2 separate regions of the Mus musculus genome follow, and region 2 is linked to region 1. Evidence: chromatin contacts called from public Hi-C data. All regions are on one chromosome and are shown on one strand. The core of a region is the stretch at or near the end of the contact, and the rest is flanking DNA. Distances in the headings are between cores, read along the strand shown.

Evidence for each region. Hi-C and Micro-C count contacts between places; a contact is called where the count stands out from the background.
Region 2: a Hi-C map of liver shows a contact between it and region 1, with 2.9 times the contacts expected there. The contact joins two enhancer-like sites. A contact is called at or near these places in 3 of 15 datasets of contacts at CTCF or cohesin (the NIH/3T3 cell line, embryonic stem cells and large pre-B cells), 5 of 484 Hi-C or Micro-C datasets (bone marrow-derived macrophages, liver and nephron progenitors) and 2 of 115 datasets of contacts at active chromatin or transcription factors (CD8 T cells and embryonic stem cells).

What each region holds. Positions count from the first base shown.
Region 1 is chr7:81,172,699-81,177,000 of GRCm38.p6, reverse strand. No RefSeq gene overlaps it. Among named protein-coding and RNA genes, the nearest start is that of Gm44968, 31 kb to the left of the region's middle. Within about 2 kb of position 2,185, at least 7 of the 459 cell types and tissues checked have an H3K27ac peak or open chromatin away from gene starts, as enhancers often do. A contact at or near this core is called in liver, where this site is marked.
Region 2 is chr7:81,248,116-81,252,682 of GRCm38.p6, reverse strand. The region is part of intron 1 of Pde8a (phosphodiesterase 8A); the gene reads right to left. Among named protein-coding and RNA genes, the nearest start is that of Pde8a, 37 kb to the right of the region's middle. Within about 2 kb of position 1,957, at least 15 of the 459 cell types and tissues checked have an H3K27ac peak or open chromatin away from gene starts, as enhancers often do. A contact at or near this core is called in liver, where this site is marked.

The DNA.
Region 1 (4,302 bases), core at 936-3,435:
TGCCAGGAGCTGGAGAGATAGCTCAGTGGCTAAGAGCACTGGCTGCTCTTCTAGAGGGCCAAGTATAGCAGGTGTGCATTTAGATACCATACACATAAAATTAAGTAAAATAAATAAATAAATAAATAGGCCATGGCACTGGTTCATAGAGGCACACGTGGCACACAGCTGTAACCCCGGCACTTGGGAGGGAAGTGGAGGCAAAGGGTTAGCTCCTCCCACTCCTGCTCTAAGGAAGAATCCAATCCTTCGCCTTCCTACAGGGTCTGGGTCACTGCTGTCCCATCAAGCTGCTCTCAGAGCATAGTAGGTGCATAGTAGGTACTGTGGACTAGGTTCTATCTCCTTAGTCCCTGTGAGGAAGCCTTGGTTCCCAGTGTGAAGTATTTGGAGGTGGGGCTTGTGGATGGCCATTAGGTTCAGATGAGGTCATGAGGGTGGGGCTCTCTTACATCAGTCTCGGTTACAAAATACTATAAACAGAGTGGCTTATAAATGACAAGAATTTATTCCTCACGGGTTTGGGGCCAGAAGTTCAATATCAAGGTGCCACATGGCTGAACTCTCCTGAAGACCCCGTTCTGGCTCTCTGACCCTTCTGACCTCTGACCCTAACCTCACAGCAGGAGAACTCTGCAGTCTCTTTTATAAGGGCTCCATCCTGATGACCTCCCAAGGCCCCATTTCCTAATGTCACCTCAGAGGCCACAGTGTCAGCATCTAAATCTATAGAACACACAATTCATCAGTGTGGCGCAGACAGCTCACCTACAAAGACCCCTATTTTTTGCAGGAAACCCTCTCTGCTTTATACTGCCCTTAATTTCTAGAGTCTGCCAAAATCCCACACCCTTGGTGACAAGGTTTAGCTTATTTTCTTCTAACTGAGGTGAAAAAAGTTTTCTCCTGAAAAGGAGCCTTGAACTGCTTGGTAGCAGGCTCTTATAGCAGTAAGCCTTGTGGTTACGGTGAGAGGAATGCTGGGATTGATTAGCAATGCCTGACATGACTGTTGGACAAGTGAAGGCACCTGTGCCAACCTAGTTTAAAAGCTGTTCTGTTTTTCTCCTTCCTTTTCTGTTGTTGTTGTTCAGTTTGTTTGTTTGTTTGTTTGTTTGTTTGTTTGTTTGAGAGAGGAACTTGTGTAGCCCAGGCTGGCCTTTAGCTTGTTATATGCCTCAATTCCTGGATATTCTTGAATTCCACCTCCCACAAGTAGGTTTTATAGGCAATTGAGTATCAGCAACCATGAATCCTCTAAGAAATATGTCCTGGTGGCCTCATCCTCAAGGGGCACCCAGCTTCTGTGGGAGTAAGAGATGTTAAAGTCCACTGCTCTGTGACTAAGGAGTCCCGGAACCCTGTGTGCAACCCCCGATCAGCAGTACCATCTCCACAGAGAAGAACCAACTCTCAGAGAAGTTGTGATTCATTCCCATAGACCTAAGTCCAGCACCATGCTAGGTACTTTGGAAGAAAACAAAAGCACTGTAATGTCTATGCCCAAGAAGCTGCCATTTTACCAGGAACATCCCTGGCTGTGTAATGAGTTCGCATGGAGCCCAGAGCATCAGGACAAGGACCCAACAGGTAAGAGAGGAAGAGGTGGGGAGCTTGATCTTGGAAAGACAGCTGTGTGTACAGTCAGCAAAGGGTCCTGCTCAAGGGCAGTGGGAGAGGGGTTTGGAGTTTGAATGGAGAGCTGCAGGGGAAATGGCCAGGACTATAGCCATGGGGTACAAGAGCCAAGCCAAGCCTCCATGCTGCAGAGCTAAGGGCCCAGAGGACTGGAACTCAGGTCAGCTATGGGCAAAGAAGGTGCCCTCAGAACAAAGATCTATCGCAGAGCCAAACTGGACCTAACTCATGTGGTAGAACCAGTTTCTGCCACACTGGACTCCAAGTTCCCTCTGCCTCAGGCAAATCTAGTTCTAGCTGGAAGGGAAGGGGGAGGTGGCAGGTAGGGGTGAAGAAATGGGTGCATGAAGTACCCCAAAGCCATTTACTGGAGTAAATGAGCCTTGGGGGTGGCAGCAGCCTGAGCAGAAGAGACAGGGTTGGGAATGGTAGAGACAAACTCCAGAAGCAAGGGCTGGTGTCCTCATTTGCCTTTCCTGCCCTGATAAGAGACTGGCCAAAGCCAACTGGGGGAAGAAAGCGTTTGTTTGTCTTACACGCCCTGATCACAATCCACCGCTGAAGGCAGAGCTCGAGGCCAGAGCTACAGCAGAGGCCATGGAGGAATGCTGCTCACTGGCTTATTCAGCTTGTGCTTTTCTACAACCCATGACCACCTGCCTAGGGTTGGCGCTGCCCACAGTGGGCTGGGCCCTTCCATATTAATTAACAATCAAGAAAATGTTCTGAAGACATTCCTATGGGCCAATCTGATGGTGACAGTTCTTCAGCGAAGGGTCCTTCTTCCCAGGTGACTCTGATTTGTGCTAACAAAGACTAATGAGCACAAATGACCCCTTGTCAACTTGATGCATAAACGTATCACTATTAAAACATAATCTCTAAGGATTTTCTGTCTCCAAGATCTCATGTTAATATTAAGATTGAAATATAAAATACTGTTCAACTCTTGAAAGTCCCACAGTCTTTAAAAATTCTATCATTTATGAGCCGGGCATGGTGGCACACGCCTTTAATCCCAGCACTTGGGAGGCAGAGGCAGGTGGATTTCTGAGTTCGAGGCCAGCCTGGTCTACAAAGTGAGTTCCAGGACAGCCAGGGCTATACAGAGAAACCCTGTCTCAGGAAAAAAAAAAGTTCAATATCTCTTTAAAATACTTCAAGTTGGGGCTGGAGAGATGGGTCACAGGTTAAAGGTACTTTGTGCTCTTGCACAAGACCCGGTCCCCAGCATTGACAGCCCCAGCATTGACAGCTGTCTCTAGTGCCAGTTCCAGTGGATCCAATACCTTCTGACCTCTGAGGGCACTAGACATATTTATAGTACACACAAATACAGGCAGACAAAAACTTGCAAACAAAATAAAAATAGATTATTTTTAAAATACCCTGTGTCAGAGCTAGTAAGATGGCTCAGGGAGTAAAGAGTATGGCACACAAGTCTGATGACCTGGGTTCAGCCCCTTGAGCCCATGTAAAGATGAAAGGAGAAAACGGACTGTACAAGGTTGTCTGCTGACTCCCCCCACCTCCCACTGTATTATATATGTGCCCAGAAACACATATCTTACACACATAGGCGATAAATAAATTTAAATATTCAGAGTCTAACTGTGGACTCCTATAAAATCCAAAATAAATCACATACTTTCTTATTCCAAAAGGGAAGAAACAGGACATGGCTGTAAACAGATCCAAGTCAACCCCAAGTCCAACAGTGTACAAAACTCAATGTCTGACATTTGGGACTCACTCATGATCTTCTGGGCTCCAAAGGGCTTGGGCCATTGTCCCACAGCACCTTCATTAATGGTGTCTTTTAGTCCCATACCATTCCTAGTCTCATGAACTCCTTGTTGCTCTCTGTAACCCCTTCATGCCTTCAGTATGATGTATAAGACTTTTTCACATTGCCACATTCTGCTGCCAGCTTGATGTACAGCCTTGACACTCCAGTAGGCCACAGTGTCACAGCCTCAACGATGCTGGTTTGATAGCTGATTTTTTATGCCATCAGCATTGATTGTCCCAGTAAACTAAAGGTTTCACTTTTTTTTAAAGATTTATTTATATATCTTAAGTACACTGTAGCTGACTTCAGACACACCAGAAGAGGGCATCAGATTTCATTATGGTTGTGAGCCACCATGTGGTTGCTGGGAATTGAACTCAGGACCTTTGGAAAATCAGTCAGTGCTCTTAACCGCTGAGCCATCTCTCCAGCCCCCAAGGTTTCACTTTTATTGACTCTTTTTTGTTTGTTTGTTTGTTTGTTTGTTTTGAGACAGGGTTTCTCTGTGTAGCCCTGGCTGTCCTGGAACTCACTTTGTAGACCAGGCTGGCCTCAAACTCAGAAATCTGCCTGCCTCTGCCTCCCGAGTACTGGGATTAAAGGTGTGCGCCAACACACCCAGCCTCTTTTATTGACTCTTAATTCAAAATATCAAACAAATAGTCCTGAAAGTCTCAGAATCTTCATAAACCAAGTCTCCATCACTTGCATTTCTCTCTCAACATTCTTGTCCTCCAAGTTCCCAAAGAATAACCTAAGTTCTAAGCTTTCCCAGCCCAAAGTTCCAAAAAGTTCTACAGTCCTTTCCAAATCTCACAAAATCCCACTCTCTGATACCAATTTCTTTTTCTTTCTTTCTTTCTTTCTTTCTT
Region 2 (4,567 bases), core at 708-3,207, 76 kb before region 1:
TAACTAAGTGTATCATGAGACACTAAAATTTTTAAACTTAAAAACCACCATAAGCCATGCCTCTTAAAGATCAAATTTCCCACCTTTCAGTTCTTTGTAAAACAGACAAAATAAGGAGTTGATTCCAGAAGTATTTAGAAGTAAAACATCTTTAAAAGCTAAGTAATGGTGGGTTTTTTTTTTTGTTGTTGTTTTGTTTTTGTTTTTCGAGACAGGGTTTCTCTGTATAGCCCTAGCTGTCCTGGAACTCACTTTGTAGACCAGGATGGCCTCAAACTCAGAAATCCGTCTGCCTCTGCCTCCAAAGTGCTGGGATCAAAGGTGTGCACCACCATGCCCTGCACGGTGGGTTCTTTCTTAAACCACCAAATGCAGACACTGTTGTGGATCCCAACAAGAGCTTGCTGATAGACAGGGATCTGATATGGCTGTCTCCTGAGAGGCTCTGCCACTGCCTGACTAATACAGAAGTGGATGCTCACAGCCATCCATTGGACGGAGCACAGGGTCCCCAATGAATGAGCTAGAGAAAGTACCCAAAGAGCTGAAGGGGTCTGAATCCCCATAGGAGGAACAATAGTATGAACTAACCGATACCCCCAGAGCTCCCTGGGACTAAACCACCAACCAAAGAAAACACATGGTGGGACTCATGGCTCTAGCTGCATATGTAGCAGAAGATGGCCTAGTCATCAATGGAAGGAGAAGCCCTTGGTCCTGTGAAGGTTCTATGCCCCAGTATAGGGGGATGCCAAGTGGTTTGCACATTTCCCTTGCTGGACACCATCATAGCAGTCCATCTATTCATGCTCTCTTCCTGATCAATAGTCCATGGAAATCATCCATCTACGGCAGAAGGCTTGGGCCATTTTGCTGCTTGAATTTTATCCAAGCCAAGGATGCCAAGGACTGGAAGCAGAAGTAGGTGGGTTGGTGAGTAGGGGAAGGGGGGAGGGGAAACTAGGAAAGGGGATAACATTTGAAGTGTAAATAAAGAAAATATCTTAAAAAAAAAGTTTCTAAGACCTTTGATCCTTGCATAATAAACACACTGAATTATCTTGGTCCTTCATTTACAAAGTGGATAAAATTCAAGCAGCAAAATGGCCCAAGTCTCCTGCCGTAGATGGATGATTTCCATGGACTATTGATCAGGAAGAGAGCATGAACAGATGGACTGCTATGATGGTGTCCAGCAAGGGAAATGTGCAAACCACTTACAGCCCATGGGCTTTCATCAAACCGTCTCATCTAATCCACTTCTTTAATTAGTAGAGACTTTGAGCTGTACAAACACTCAAGCTCAAAGCTGGTCATATCAATGAAGCAGAGAGAGGAAACATCCTGTCCTTGCCCGAAGGAGACAGACCTCAGGAACGCTTTTTTAAAGAGACATCTTGTACTCTAAAGAATAAGCATCCAGGATGGCAAAGGACTGGTATATGCCAAGGAACAAAAACTGCTGAGGAAAACTGTAAGTTAATGTTCTTTACAAAAATATCCAAACAAGCTTTTGAGGGTTAGCCTGTAGGTTTAAAACATGCTCCTTACAAAACTGCATAGCCATCACTCAGCAAGCTAGACCAGGAATCAGGTACCATGACTTACCCAGGTACCACCAACAACACTGCAGACTCTAACACCTGAGCATTTACTGTCTCTGAGCACTCCTTAGCCAACCCTCAAAAGAACTGGTATCACTACTCCCAATTAAGGATTTGGGAAGAGACTCTCAGAAGCTCACCTGCTCATCAATCACACGGCCACTAATTGGAGTGAGGAACCTGGACCTAAGCCTGCGTGCCTTGCAAGCCAGAAGTTCAGTTATTTATTATACTGTATTACTACATATGCTAAATCAAAGAGAGCAAGTCAGAGAAGCATGTGACTTGGGCTGGAGCAGTCAGAAAAGGCAACAATCAAGGTGAGTCTAATGGCAAGCAAGACGCTGGCAAGTATAAAGGAGGAGAAAGGTTCACACGTGCACGAGCATGCAGCAGAGGAAAGCCAAGGCAAGTCTCTGACAGCTATACCAGATGCTAACTGCAAACTGTTACAGAAAAGACGAGTCTTAAGAGGCAAAAATCTAGAAGAGTGAAGGCAAGACAGCCTGGGTTGTATCTAGCCTACCAACTAAGAAATGGATAGTCTGTCAAACTCAGTTCTAGATAACATAGTATCTTATATGGTTTACAACTTCTAATCCTTTGATATATAGACTTGCTATCATCAAGATAATTGTTATTAGCAGAGTTACCTGTAAAATCATCACTCATTCATTCATTTCCTCTACCATTCATAGAGAACCCCTTTTATGCATTAAACCTCGAGTACGAATACGGAATTAAGATTATGGATCCTATCCTCCAGAAGCTAAACACAGAAGGCTAGACAAATACAAACAGACAATTACAGCATTTTGTAAATGTTTAACCATGAGAACTTGTACAGAGTGCGACTAAAAAGTGACTGATTAACTCTGCCTAAGATGTGGGGGTCAGGGAACACAACACACATACAAGCTTTCAGAGCTTGCCTGTACAACTAGACCTTGAAGAAAAAGTATGGCTCTGCTGAGCAGGAAGAGCATTCTAGAAAGAGAAAACATGTACAAATGTATGGGAGGATGACTCCACCAGGCATGTGCAAAAACAGTAAATGGGAAAGGGTGGCTGAGATAAGGATGCAGAGGGTCAGATGACAGAGGGCCTGGGGTTAACAGTGCCTCAGCCAGGTGAGCACTCAAGCACTCAGTTGCAAACAACAGTTACAGACCTGGTGGCTCACACGCAGGCTCTCTATCACCATCACTGATCGCAGCCCCCCTCCTCCCAGGCCCACCCTCACATTCCCCCCACTTGTCCTCTGAGAAGGAAAGCCCCTACCATGGGTACCAACCCACTCTGGCACATCAAGTCCCAGCAGGAAGAGGTACATCCTCCCCCACTGAGGCCAGACAAGGCAGCCAGGATAGGGGAAAGAGATCCAAAAGCAGGCAACAGAGTCAGAGTCAGCCCCCGCTCCAATTTTAGAGGACCCACATGGAAACCATGCTGCACATCTGCCTCATATATGTAGAAGACCTAGGTCCGCCCACTGCATGCTCTTTGTTTGGTGGTTCAGTCTCTGTGAGCACCCATGGGCTCAAGTTAGTTGACTCTGTAGGTCTTAGGGTATATTTGATCGCTCCAGCTCTCACAATCCTATATCCTACTCTTCCACAAGACCCCCCCCCCCCAGTTCTTCCTGATGTTTGGCTGTGGGTCTTTGCAGCCATTGGCTGCTGGATAACGCCTCTTAGAGGACAGATATGCTAGGCTCCTGTCTTAAAGGACAGCAGAGTAGCATTAATAGTGTCAGGGGTTGGCTCTCTTCCATGGAATGGGTCTCAAGTTTTGCCAGTCATCAGCTGGCGATCCCCTAAATCCCTGCTCCATCTTTATCCCTGCACATCTTGCGAGCAGGACAAATTTTGGGTTGAAGGTTTTGTGGGTGTGTGGTGTCTCCATCCCTCCACTAGAAGTCCTGTCTGGCTACAGGAGGTGACCACTACCACCATTCTCCCAACCCCCACCATTGATAGATGAGTTTCAGCTAGCGTGACCCTCATAGACTCTCGAGAGCCTCCCCTATAGAGAGAATATCATGTGCATTGTATGGATGTTAATTTAAAAAGCCTGTAGTCTATACTAAAGGGTAGACTAGAAGGTGAGATATCCAGAGGCAGGGAGAATTCTGGGAAAGAGTCAGGTGTGGGAGATCTGCTTGGGAAGATGTGAGGAAATGGACTCATGGTACTGAGCACAAGCAACCAACCATGTGGCAGAATGTAGGTTAAAATAAACGGGTTATTTTAGTGATAATTTAGACAGAGAGGAACCTAGAGAGTACTTGTAAATATATTTTGAGTCTGAGTCTCATTTCTGGGAGCATGGGGCTGGGAGGAAGAACCAGACCTAACGTGTACACTCCCCGTCTAGGTCTCTGGCTCATCGCAGAGATGCCCCCCACACCAATTTCCCTTCTCTCTCCTAGCCCTCTTGTCCCACTCCTCCCTACACCTGTCCCCCACTCCTGTTCCCCTCCCTACCACCTCTCCTGCCCAGATCCCTCCCTCCCTCCACCTCTGATGTCTATTTTATTTTTCCTTCTGAGATTCAAGCATCCTTCCTTGGGCCTTCCTTCCTACTTAGCTTATTTGAGCCTATGGAGTGTAGTGTGGTTATTCTGTAGTTGATGGCTAATAATATTTATAAGTGAGTACATAGCATGCATGTACCTCACTGGGTTACCTCACTCGATGATATTTTCTAGTTCCATCCATTTGCCTGCAAATTCATGATGCCCTTGTTTTCAGTGACGGAATAATAGTAGTCCATTGTATAAGTGAGCCACATTTTCTTTATCGAGTCTTCAGTTAAGGGTCATCTTGGCTGTTTCCAGTTTCTGGCTATTACAAGTAAAGCTGCTACAAACAAGTTGAGCAACTGTCTTTTGGGTATATGCCCAGGAGTGGTATAGCTGGGTCTGAAGATAGAGTCACAATTCTAGTCCCCCACAAAAGGAA